2 separate regions of the Ovis canadensis genome follow, and region 1 is linked to region 2. A link is a contact called in public Hi-C data. All regions are on one chromosome and are shown on one strand. The core of a region is the stretch at or near the end of the contact, and the rest is flanking DNA. Distances in the headings are between cores, read along the strand shown. Region 1 has its middle 27 kb from the start of ITGA3. Region 2 holds the start of PDK2 (pyruvate dehydrogenase kinase 2).

Region 1 (6,968 bases), core at 2,528-5,027, 59 kb after region 2:
GCCGACTCAGAGCTGTGTGATCCTGAGCAAGTTCACAGGTCTCTCTGAGCCATTTAATTTTGTTGTAACGTAAGTGTTTTATTGAAGTGTAACACACAGATAGAAAAGGGCTTTTTTTGTGTGAAACAGATTTTCACAAAATGAACACAATATGTAACCAGAACGAAGATTAAAAAATAGATTAATTCCAGTATCGCCCAAACTCCTCTTGCCTCCTGTTAATTTCTACTTCCCCAAAGATAATCATCACCTTGATTTCTACTGTCCCAGAGTAGTTTTACCTGGTTTTGGACTTTCTATCAACAGCATCCAAGGAACCAGAGATCAAATTGCCAATATCTGCTGGATCATCAAAAAAGCGAGAGAGTTCCAGAAAAACATCTATTTCTTCTTTATTGACTATGCCAAAGCCTTTGACTGTGTGGGTCACAATAAACTGTGGAAAATTCTGAAAGAGATGGGAATACTAGACCACCTGACCTGCCTCTTGAGATACCTGTATGCAGGTCAGGAAGCAACAGTTAGAACTGGACATGGAACAACAGACTGGTTCCAAATAGGAAAAGGAGTACGTCAAGGCTGTATATTGTTACCCTGCTTATTTAATTTATATGCAGATTACATCATGAGAAACACTGGGCTGGATGAAGCACAAGCTGGAATCAAGATTGCCAGGAGAAATATCAATAACCTCAGATATGCAGATGACACCACCCTTATGGCAGAAAGTGAAGAAGAACTAAAGAGCCTCTTGATGAAAGTGAAAGAGGAGAGTGAAAAAGTTGGCTTGAAGCTCAACATTCAGAAAACTAAGATCATGGCATCCGGTCTCATCACTTCATGGCAAATAGATGGGCAAACAGTAGAAACAGTGGCTGACTTTATTTTGGGGGGCTCCAAAATCGCTGCAGATGGTGATTGCAGCCATGAAATTAAAAGACACTTACTCCTTGGAAGAAAAGTTATGACCAACCTAGACAGCATATTAAAAAGCAAAGACATTGCTTTGTCAACAAAGGTCCGTCTAGTCAAGGCTATGGTTTTTCTAGTAGTCGTGTATGTGAGAGTTGGACTGTGAAGAAAGCTGAGCACCAAAGAATTGATGCTTTTGAACTGTGGTTTTGGAGAAGACTCTTGGGAGTCCGTTAGACTGCCAGGAGATCCAACCAGTCCATCCTAAAGGAGATCGGTCCTGGGTGTTCATTGGAATGACTGATGTTAAAGCTGAAACTCCAATACTTTGGCCACCTGATGCGAAGAGTTGACTCGTTGGAAAAGACCTTGATGCTGGGAAAGATTGAGGGCAGGAGAAAGGGACAAAAAGAGGATGAGATGGTTGGATGGCATCACCGACTCGATGGACATGAGTTTGGGTAAACTCCGGGAGCTGGTGATGGACAGGGAGGCCTGGCGTGCTGCGGTTCATGGGGTCGCAAAGAGTCAGACATGACTGAGCAACTGAACTGAACTGATCAACAGCACCAAAGTGCGTGTTCTTCTGTGTCTGGCTCTTTTTGTTGTTCCACATCAAGCTTGTGAGATCCCCCGCGTTGTTTCTTATAGCTGTAGTTTGTTCCTTTGCTTTGCTGTAAAGTAAATACACCATCATGTGAACACATCACCTTTTGTTTGTCTCTTCTTCTGCTGATGGGCATCCAGCTTTTAAAATTTGCGGCTGCTAACAACAGTGCAGCGGTGAATACTCTCACACCTGTCTTTTGGGGCATCGTGTGTGCTTTCCTGTTGGATATACACTCAGATGGGAAATCTTTAGGCCACAGGGGCTGGGCTTCCCTCATGGCTCAGTGGGTCAAGAATCTATCTGCAAGGCAGGAGATATAAGAGACCTGGGTTCCATCCCTGGGTCAGGAAGATTTCCTGGAGAAGGAAAATCCTCCTCCCCTTCCAGGGGATCTTCCCGACCCAGAGATCAAAACTGCGTTTCTTATGTGTCCTGCATTGGCAAGTGGGCTGTTTCCCACTTAGCACCACCAGTTTTTCCAACATTTGTAGAAGCATTATTTACAATTGCCAAGGTATGAAAGCAACCTAAATGTTCATCAATGGATGAATGGATAAAGAAGATGTGGTATACAGACGCACACACAATGGAATACTACTCTGTCATAAAAAAGGAATGAAATTTTGCTGTTTGTAGCAAAGGTTGGACTTGGAGGGCATTATGCTAAATGAAATAAATCAGACAAAGACAAATACTGCATGGTATTATTTATATGTGAAGTCTAAAAAGGACCACAAGCTAATGAATAAAACAAAATCGGAAGCAAACTCGCAGAAATAGAGAACACACTAGTGATTACCAATGCAGAGAGGGAAAATGTGGGAAGAAGCAATATAGGGATGGGGGGAAAATTACTATGGGATTATATGAAATCATGTGTGTGAAACTTTTGAAAATTGTGAAGCACTACAGAATTTAAAGAATCTTTCATACTGTGAAAAAAAATAAGATATATAATTCACTCTTCCCCTCAAAATGTTAATAGTTTTATTTTTCCTTTTCAGTTCTTATAGCTTTTATGTTTTGCTTCATTGCCCTGTCTGGGACTTCCAAGTGTAGGTCTGGTCAGAGTGGTGATAGTGAGTGAGAACCTTGTCTGGTTCCTGACCTCAGTAGAAAAGTTTTCAGTAATTCACCATGAAGCTTGATATTGGCTGTGTGTGCGTGCGTGTGTGTGTGTGTGTGTGTGTGTGAGCGTGTGCTTGGTGATACTCTTCATGGTACTTTTTTGTTGGAAACATTTTTCAGATAAGGGAAGAGGACCTGGGGTGGGGAACACTTCGGGAAGGGGCACCCCTAGGAATGGCCTGCTCCTCTCCAGAAAACTAAAATGGAGTTGTCTCCAAAGAGGGAGCACCTCCCTGATGACTCCCTCCCATGTCCTCCACCAAAACTTTTGTCTAAGGGATCACCAAGTGTTCCCCTTAGACTCAACAACCTGAGACCACCAGTCCATCCCTGTCATTCCTCAGGGAAACTGAGGCTCAGAGCAGGGTGGTGACCAGCCTCATGTCAGTAAGTTAGTGGCAGGAGCCAGAATTAGAACTAGAGGTTCCTGGCTCTCAGCTCCCCCTTCAGTCACTGCTCTCTGGGTAGGAGTTAGGAGGTGGCCAGAGGGCAGAGGGGTGTGTGTTTAAGTGTTTAGGAAAAGGACAACTTTTTCCGAATAGCCACAGATGCTGTGTGAAAAATGCGGGCAGTCAGCCCCTCCTCCAGCAAGAGAGGAAGGGGGCCCAAGGCTGGTGCATGTGGGAGGCGGGTGGAGGAGCAGGCCTTCACTCCTGGTCCGGTACATGGAAGGGTGCTTTCGGGGAACTCTCAGAAGAGACTAGAAAAGGATGAGGAATCAGACATGGGGTCCAAGGAGGGCTTGTGAGGCACACGGAGGGGACCTGGGGCTTGGGCTAGGGTGGGGGTGGGGGAGAAACTGGGGCAAACAGAGACACGGGCCGGCGCGGTAGAGCGTCACTCTCTTCCTGGCTTCCCTCCTCCCCTGCCCACGGGGAATGTTCGGAATGTGATGAGCTGATAAGATTGGGACTCCCACTCCACCTGACGCTGAGTGCTGGGGCTGGGGTGCTTTGCCCCATCCCCACTTATCAGAGAGGGTTTCTAGGGAGTGGGGAAGTTTTCAGTGGACATAATTCTAATGGAGGAAGCACATGAAGGATGTGAGGGAGGGGTGTTCCTCACGTAGGGCAACGCACCAGATGCCAGGGCCTTGGGCATGGCCAGATGCTTTCTAGCTGAGCTGCACCATGAGTCAGAAGGCAGAGGGCTGGGTTGAGCAAGGGGGTTCCCAGTTGCCAGGGAAGCTGGGGCAGGAAGAGAGAGAGAAGGAAGCAAGGCAGAACAGCCGCTGGCGTTCTTCCAGACGACAGGGTTCTGTGGCTGCTGGCCGAGGAAGCCATCTGGGGCCCCTGTTGAAAGAGTGACCCCAGGGGATGCTACCCCAACTCTGCTGGGTCTGGAGTTCGGGTGCATAAGGAGCAGACTGGGGCTCCGGTGGTCCTCACTGAGGTTGGTCCAGGGGGTCCTCTAATTCAATTCAAGGCAGCTACTTGGAAAGTCTCAGGTGTGTTCTTAGCATCCAAGCTTACCCTTGTCCACCTTGCCTTCCTGTGGATCCATGGGGAGACCTCGAAGACCTCGAAGCTTTCGCACAGCTGCATTCCCTCACCTCCACTGAGTGATTCAGCCCACATCTGTTGTCAGACACCGTGCAAGGTCCTGGGGCATCTATGGGGAGCAAGTTGAGATCCCTGGCCTTCTGAGACTGTATCTCAGGTGGAGATGGAGTGAGGAGTCAAGACACGATGCTTCAAGCACATGGGAGACCAGTGCTCTGGAGGTGAACACTGGCCCTGGGTGCCCGGAGCAGGGCTGGGGTTGAGGAAGGCAGACGTGACTCCAGGGCATCCAGGACCTGGGTCTGCTCCAGGGGCCCACTCTCTGCTCTCTGGATGGACATTTCTAAGGAAAGCTGCCAGAACAGAGCGGTTGAAGAGAGGAAGGGCGGGGGGAGAGGCTGGTGGTTTGAGGTTGTTCCTGGCTAGAGGAACAGAGATGGAGAAAACCTCAGCCCCAGGGACCACTGTGTGGCTACACCTGAGACCTGCTGTGGGTGATCTGACACTGGGATGGGAGGCCATCCAAACCTCACTCAGGGCCCAGGGCCCATTGGCTCCCTCTGCAGAACATAGGCAAGGGGCACCATCCCACGTGGCTGCAGTAAGAACCAACCTAGGCAGCTGACATGACCCACAGATACGTGGCTGCCCCATGGACCCTCTGCGTGTGGGACTGGCTGCTAAGCAGGGAGGAGCTGTGCGAGGTGCCTAGAACACAGCCCTTGTCTCGGCCACTTTTGTTTCCTCCTTACACCTAGCACAATGCCCGCTGGCATATATGAGGAGTCCAAAGTGCTTGGGGAATAAAACCATGAATGAATAAATGACGGATGAGTAAACAAATACGGCAACCAATTTGAGTTCCCAGCAGCAAGTCCGCATCTGTTAGAAACAGGCAGGCCTGCCACCTGGTGGCGATTCGCTTACTGCAGCGGGCGGTCAGGGCCCGGGCATCACCCTTCTCCAAATCTCCCAGGCCTGGATTGAGACCATTAAGACTCATCCAAGGGTGACCTTGACCCTCCTCCTGCCTCCAGGTCACAACCCTTCTCTTTTCCAGCACGCTTAGGCAGTGGTATTTTTTAAAATCTCCAAGGAAAGAGATTTCTCCCTCACCTTTGCTCCTATGGTCTGACCTCTTATTTTCAAGACAGAGAAAGCCTAAGAGGATGCGAGGGCTCTTGTCCCCTCACCCAGGCAGGATAGTCAGCCAGCAGAGAGGCCAGGCCAAGGACTGGGAGGAATTCTGTCTGTCTGCCTGTTTCTCCTTCTACTTCTAAACATATCGAGCTGGCTGCTTTGTGCCAGGATGTGTTGTTGGCTCCTCCCTCTCCATTCCTATGAGAAAACTTGGCCTCTTTCTGCTTAGAAGAAGGAAGGCAGATTCCAGGTTGCTCTGAGTGGGGGGGTCTGGAGATCCCTGGTGGACACCCAGGCCCAGAGACACACTGCCTGTCCACCTCATCAAGCAGGACACTGTGGAGACCCACCAGGTCTGTGGTGGACTTGATGGCTCTAACCTGGAGAAATGCCCAGGAGATGGGAGACATCGCTGTGTGACTGTGGGCAGGTCGTGGCCTCTCTCTGGGCCTTTGCTTCCCCATCTTTATAACTGGGGTGCCTCTGCCTCTCCACACCTGGCTGATGTCCACATCTTCCCTCCTTCCATTGGTCCAGTTTCCATAGCTGCCTTCACCCTCTCCATCCCCTGTCCTGCTCCTCACCCTCGGGGCCAGTTGTAGAACAAACATGACTTCTCAGATGTCCCCTTCTTTTCTGTCCTTGTAAGGAAGCATCCCAGTGCGGTGAGATCATTGGTTGCCCATCCCTGACATCCACTCTTTTCTTCCTCCTTGGTCAGGGACCCCGCTTTTACTGGGGGCACCAGGGATCTCTGGATCCCCCAAAGGGAAAGCCCAGGAATAAGTGCAAACCTGTCCCCAAGCAGTGGTTCCCGCAGCACTCCTGCTGGCCCTCCTCTGCCACTCCAGTCCCCCATCTGAACTATTTGCCCACAAGACCACTCCAAAGCGACTTGGTACTCTGGGAAAAATACCAGGGTGCTTTCTTCCAGTGCTCCCCAAACCTCAAGCCCTTGGGTGCCAGGGTGCTGCTCAGCTCAGACACATGGGCCCCAGAGCAGCTGTGCTGGGTCTTAGAGGCTCCAAGTCTCTCCCATAAACCCTTCTGCCACCTGCCTAACCAGGAGTGCAGCCGAGGCCAAGGGGCTGGGCAAGCGCGGATGCCTTGGATGTCATCTTCTCCTTGCCTCCTGCACTATCAGAAAACAAAATCTCTCACGCTTTTTCTATACCTGCCCCTCCTTAGCTTTCCAGGGAGGAGAATAACCCTCTCCATATGCTCGTCTTCCTGGGGACCAACGCTGCTGATTGACACACAGCACATCTGCCAGGGCAGGGGCCAGGAGAGCTGAGCCTTTAGGGGAAAGTCCTCAGGGAACCCAGCTAAAGGTAAGAGAGGCAGGGGCTGACAAGAGTGGAAAACCACAGGTAAACTGCTTTGCGAAGGAAAGTGCTTCTGATCAGCCAAAGAAATGCTATGCATGGTAAATATCTGCTTGTCATTCCTTTGTCCAAAGGGCAATCATGTGTCAAGCTGGGAATGATGGGGAGTCCATGTGGCTGGGCAGGAGGAGCCCCAGGGGAAGAAAGCTGAACTCTGAGTCACAGGTAGCTAGGAACCCGAAGGGGATAATGAGTAGCAGAGAGTGGAATGGGGTGGGAAGGGGAGAGAAGAGGATGGGGGAAGGGCCTTTGGGGCAGGCTGAGAAGGGAGGCTGGTCAGAACAGCAAGCA
Region 2 (6,239 bases), core at 3,275-5,774:
CTCTAAATGAATCATCCATTGGGAAGCATTCCCTCTTGTCTCACTTCACTCTCTCCTGCTGGTCATTACTTCCCAGCTTTGAGAGAAGAATTAAGTCAGGCCAAGCCCCAACATGTGTAACTGATTTTCAAGAAGGGACTCCGGGACTTCCCTGATGGGCCAGTGGTTAAGAATCTGCCTTGCAATACAAAGGACATGGGCTCAATCCCTGGTCAGGGAACTAAGAGCCCACAAGCCACAGAGCAACTCAGCCTGTGTGCTACAGCTACTGAGCCCCTGCACCGCAAGTAGAGAATCCATGTGTCGTAATGAAAGATCCCCCATGCCACAAGGAAGATCCCACATGCCACAGCTCAGACCCAACCCAGCACATAATAAATAAATATTTTTTAAAAAGAAGGGGCGCTATGGGCCTTGGGGGCATCACGGGCAATCAGCACCTCCCTGCCCTCCCTCCCCACATCTCCTGACTCTCCAAGGAAACAAGTGTCCAAGGAGGGGCCCGAGAAGCCCTGTCCTGGAGTTAAGGACCAGCTGGAAAGGCAGCCCGGTCACTCAGCTGGACAGAGCCGGAGGAGGGATGGAGAGAACAGATGGCACCTTCTGTCTCCTCCCCATGCCTTCCACGCTGCCCCATGGCAGGAAATGCCGGTTGGCTTGGAGGTCTTGGACCTCTAAGGGATAGGCCCCAGTCAGGGGTGACCTCATTGTGCCACACAAAAATCAGGCTCCGCCCTCTGTCCCCCAATCCACCTTCATCACTTGCACTAACACTGCCCTGTCCATAAAGTGAGTGCTCGGATGCCCTAGCCGGGCTCTCTTCTGCCTCCACACCTTTGCACACGCAGTTCCTTTGGTCTGAATACACTACCCTCCTTTCTAGGTCAAAGTTCACTTAGGCAACCTATAAGGCCCAGTGACACGTCACCCCCACTCTGCCTCCATTTCAACTTCCCCACAATGTTCTGATTCAACTGAAATTCACTGTGCGCAGACCATGTGCCTGGTCTTTCCTTACTTTATCCTCATTTAGTTAGAATAAGTCATTTATAGCACATTCATGCACAGAAAAAAGCTGGAAGGGCATCAATAAAGGGCACTTACAAAACCTGGATGTTTGGTTAGAGGGTGGAAGAGAGGGGTTGACATTTTCTTTTATCTACTTCTTTGTGTCCTCCAAATGTCAAAGTAAGCATGTCATACTTCTTCAACGAGGGGAAGAAACCAACATTATTTTAAAATAATATTATTTTGCTTTTAATTGAAATAAAACAAACTCTTCAGTAGCTTACTGCTCCTGCCACTATGGAGCTCTTAAGCTTGCCCCTTTTATTCTCCCCATGAGATTATGGGCTCCTGAGGAGCAGCTGCTGCTGCTGTTTCCCTGACCTAAACACAGCACTGAGCTCCAAGTAGGTGTGGATACCCCGAATCAAAAAGGAAGCCACAGTAGTACCAGACCTGCCACAGCCAGAAAAACAGGCAAAAGATTTCTGCACACATGCCAGTGAAGATTAACCATGATTAGCTACTCACACACCCAGTTACAGAGCAAATTTTTGTTTATTCTTCATGTGATTGGCTTTTGGTTAATGTCATTCAGTTTTTAATACTTATCCCTGGACAAAGTTTTTGAGTAAACTTTACTGAGAATTTCTCTCTGCTACTGCTGCTCTGTGCAATAAACTTTTGGTCTTTGCCCGTCTAAAGCTCTTTGGGGTTGGTACTGTGCCATCCTTGTGTCCATTTGAGTGTTTTCCAACATCCAAAACAGGCTGATTTGTTTGCATTACACAGCTTGAAGATTCACTTCTTCCTGTTTCCCACAAAGTTGCCCCAGCTAGATGTTATCCAACAGGTGCTAGATTTTCAGGGTCAGGGCTGGTGGCAAATGCTGACATGAGCCTGATTTGGGTTTTGGTGTGAAAATGATGATTTCCTTTTCCAGAGAATGGAGGGTGGTGGGTATAGGGCTGTCTCAGAGACATGGAGGCTGGAAGTTTGATCTGAGTCCCTGCTATGGCCTAGGATTCCCACTTGACTGTGAGAACTGCCCTACCTCTCAAAGCCCCTGTGCCTCTCCTCTTTCCCCACCTCCTGCAAGGCTGCTGGGAGCATCGGGCATCTGACAATGGAGTGGGCGGCATGGGGATCTAGCCAAGGGTCTCACCAGCTCTGTACCAGCTGCACCGAGGGTGTGCTCAGCACCCGGTCAGGAAGCAGGTTGATCTCCTTCATGATGTTGGCCAGGCGCACAGGCAGCTCCTGCCTGAGGAAAGTGAATGAGGTTTTCTCACAGGCATTGCTGGACCCTGCAGGGAGAGGGAAAGGTGAGCCTAAGAGTTACAAAGCACTGGAGCCAGAAGACCTCCTAGTGGTGGGGAAGGGGTCAGGTCACTAAATACTTCATTTCCTGAAGGTTCAGAAGAGACAAGAAGACAAGGAGGCACAGGACAAGGGGCCCCTCCTGACCCATGCAGTGGCCACCACACCACCCAGCCTAACCCTTAGGGAGGTGGTGTCCTTTCGCCACCTCCAGCTGAACCCTGCTTGCCTTCAACCACAGGGGACAGGGCCACCCTGGGCCCCCTGGGTGCTGCCTCTAGCCCAAGTTATCTCACTTCTTCTCTTTCTTTCCCTCCTAGTAGACTCTCACTTTGCAGGGCTTGTGGGCAGAGGAGCCTGGGAAACCCATCCTACCTTGAGATGAGCTCCCCTGGCTGAGAGAAGCTATGCTCAGACCACTGCAGCCATAGGGTCCTGGCATCATCTTGGCCCAGGTGGTCTTTATGTCCACAGTAGACTTGCCCCTACATTAATGCCCACCCACCTGAGAGGTAGACAGGGGAACTAGGGCCCAGATACTTAGACTCTTGGTCTGGCTTGAAGATGAAGAGTGAGTAGAGGACTGAATGAGGTCATGGCCTAGAGTCAGGAGACCTGGGTTCTAAGTCCAGGTTCTGCTTTTAACTCTGTCACCCAGGGCATGTCACTATCCCTCTGAAGATCTGCTTTACCCACTGAACTCCAAGTGGACCACTCTACTGTGAGTCCCTCCCTGCTGTGACAGTTCTGTTAACTGGGGTCCAGTCTGGACTAGACAACTGCTGGAGGCTGGGAGTGGGCTCAGGCAGCTTTCCCACATGGCGGGAGCTCAAATACGGAGGGAAGCAGGTGAACAAGTAACCGGGCAACAGATGCCCTGTGTCCTGGCTGCCACCTCCCCGCCCCCTCCCATCAGTGACGCAGCTGTAACCTGAGCCAGGCACTGTCTCCTCAACTCTTGAGACCTGGGCAACCCCTTCTAGTCCCTAGCTGGCACCATAGAAATTCCGTGCGAACAGAAACTGTCTAAACAATGCCTGTTTCAGTCACCATGTTGGCACAGCCTTCCCACTCCCCGATCACTGGTGGTAGGTGACCCTGGCCCAGGAACCCAGGGGCAGCCAAGGATGGGTACAAGCTGTCTGACTCCATTTCATGGTGCCCTGGACCCCTACCCAGCTGGAGACAGACGGCCAGGCCACAGCAGATTTGATCTTCAAGCGTCCTTGTCCTCCAAGACAGCTGGGGGCCAGCTCTTTCAGTGGGGGGAGGTGTACCAGTCAGGGCCTCTCTCCTGTTGACTCATTTGAAAGAGTCCCTCCCGCTAACAGACCCCCAGGGCAGGTCTCCTTCCCGAAGGCTCGCAATGCCCCCAGTCACTCCTACAACACCCCCCATTTTCCTCTCTGACCTTTACTCTTGGAGTCGCCAGGACAATCCCTAGTAACCCTTCAGTGCCTGGATACACCCTCCTGCTCCAACGGCACTGACTCACTGCCCCTTCCTCTCCCAAGACTCCTCGCAAAACCCAGTAAGATACCGTGGACCCCCTCCTTCTCAGTGCCCCCACTTCCCCCTAACAGTCCAGTCTCTTCAGCCGGGGTGCCCTTAACCCTTTCAAACCCAACTGGCCCCTGCCTCCCCGTTAACTCTTTCCTGTCTGGACTCCAAGGTTTGCAAGCAAACCTTCCCTGTCACTCAACCTCCCCACTCCCGCCCCTCGCAGACCCCCGGGGCCAGCCGCCTCCTGCTCACTCGTACCGAAGTCCAGAAACTGCTTCATGGACAGCGGGGATGGGGAGAACTTGCTGAAGTGCTCGATGTATTTGGGGGCCCCTGCCAGGGACGCATTCTTCAGCAGCGCGCGGACCCAGCGCATGGCGGTGGCGACCACTTCTCGGGCTCGGGTTCTGGACCCTGCGCGGGCAGCGCTGGCGCTCGGCTCAGCCCAGCCCAGCCCGGTGCCGCGGCGGCCGCCTCCTCCCCACCGCGACCCCGACTGGGCTCCGAGTCCCGGCCAATTGGCTTGTTGCGGCGCCCCGACGTCGCTAATGGCGTCTCACAAACAACTCCAGGAGAGCCAATAGCCTCTCCCCCCGGCACGTGGCTCCCCCCTGGGCCCGCCCCCTTAACCCAGTGTTTGCCCCGAGCGGCCTGCTGTTTTCAAGAGGCAGCGCCGAGAGCCCGCCTCCCCGGCGTCACTACGCGAGTTCTTCCTCCCGGCCTAGCCCGGATTAACCCCTCCCTCCCGAAAGGCCCGTTATTCCCTTTCCTCTTACACTCCGTTTCGCCGTTCCCTCCCCGAATCTCCTTCACTTGCCTGCCCGGAGGTTGTTCGAGAGCTTTCAACGCATCCTCTTCCGCCCGCGAGGGCCCGATTCACCTGTCCCGATTTCCACCCACCTGCTCTCCCTCAGGGCGTCTGGTGGGTTCCCAGTCTGGACGACTGTGACTCGGACTGTGGATGAACCGGGATGCGAGCCCATGCTAATCCCTCACATAGACGTGTAACACAGCTACTTCCACAAAGATCCAAGCAGCTCAGGACAAGGCAGCATTTTGCTTTTCCAGTTAAAAAACACCGAGTCAACCCCCTCATTAACGCCTAGCGGCGGCTACAATGAACTTTTAAAATCACCTTTATTATTCTCTACTCTTGGATAAGGTAATGGCAACCCACTCCAGTATTCTTGCCTGGAAAATCCCATGGATGGAAGAGCCTGGTAGGCTGCAGTCCATGGGGTCGCTAAGATTCGGGCACGACTGAGCGACTTCACTTTCACTTTTCACTTTCACGCACTGGAGAAGGAAATGGCAACCCATTCCAGTGCTCTTGCCTGGAGAATCCCAGGGACGGGGGAGCCTGGTGGGCTGCCGTCTATGGGGTCGCACAGAGTCGGACACGACTGAAGCGACTTAGCAGCAGCATTTGACCCGAGAAAGCAACCTTTTTCGCACTTGGCTTTCTTAGAGAAAGGTCCTGGAAGATGATCTGTGCTGGAGGCCAAGAGCCGGCACTTCACAGCAGTCCGGATCTCTCGTGGGAACAAAGCTCGTCCTCTTGTGGTCCAACGCCGGATATGTCCTGTCCCGGTATCCCACCCACTTGCCCCTATGAGGTGTTTTTCCGCTTCAATCCTTGGCCCACACTCACCAAGTGCCAAATAGTTGCTAGGTTTATATGCTGGGAATGGGAAACACAGACTGGATTGGGACACACAGACAGGATTGGGACATGGTCTTTTGGCTTGATTATTTCATTTCTCAGTTGAGAGAGCTGCATAAGTAAATAATTAAATAGTTAACAACAGATGCAGTTGTAACCAGTGCAGAGCTGTGTGCAAGGCTTCACAATGGAAGGGACTCTCTTAGCTGAATGAATAATATTCCATATGCCAGGCACTCTTTGCATGCATCATGTCATTGAATTCTCCAGATAGCTCTACCGTGCTGCTGTTACCACCATTTTACAGTTGAGCAAACAGGTTCAGGTACCATCTTCCACTGCAAATCTGAAGGTGTTACTTCCCTTGCTCACAGCCTTGGCTTTCACTTCTTACCGGAGCCTTTCCAGTTCTCACATGATCTACTTTAACTCTCTAGCCTCATCTCTTCCGCACTCCCCTGCTCAAGTCCCACCCATACTTATCTAGTGCCTTGAACCAGACTTCAATCTCCCCACTGTTGCAAATGCGGTCTCCTACCCATGGATCATTCTTTCTTCTCACTTTCACCTACCCATTCTTCTGCACTCACCAAAATCGTCAATGACCTAATTGCTAGCTGAATGGAGTGCAGGTAACAAAAGGCACAAATCCCCAAATTTTCCACTATATGTTCAACTTGGGTTGGTGGGGCGTTCTCAGGGACTCAGACTGACAGAAACTTTATCTCAACACAGGCTTCCACAGCAT

Evidence for each region. Hi-C and Micro-C count contacts between places; a contact is called where the count stands out from the background.
Region 1: a contact with region 2 is called in a Hi-C map of lung, with 5 times the contacts expected there. The contact joins the enhancer-like site here to the promoter of PDK2 in region 2. A contact is called at or near these places in 2 of 2 Hi-C or Micro-C datasets (fibroblasts and lung).

What each region holds. Positions count from the first base shown.
Region 1 is chr11:45,015,589-45,022,556 of ARS-UI_OviCan_v2, forward strand. No RefSeq gene overlaps it. Among named protein-coding and RNA genes, the nearest start is that of ITGA3, 27 kb to the left of the region's middle. Within about 2 kb of position 3,778, the one cell type or tissue checked has open chromatin away from gene starts, as enhancers often do. A contact at or near this core is called in fibroblasts, where this site is marked.
Region 2 is chr11:44,955,709-44,961,947 of ARS-UI_OviCan_v2, forward strand. PDK2 (pyruvate dehydrogenase kinase 2) reads right to left here and starts at 4,525. Exons shown (of 11, transcript XM_069543154.1): 1 at 4,087-4,525; 2 at 2,171-2,312. The coding sequence starts at 4,204.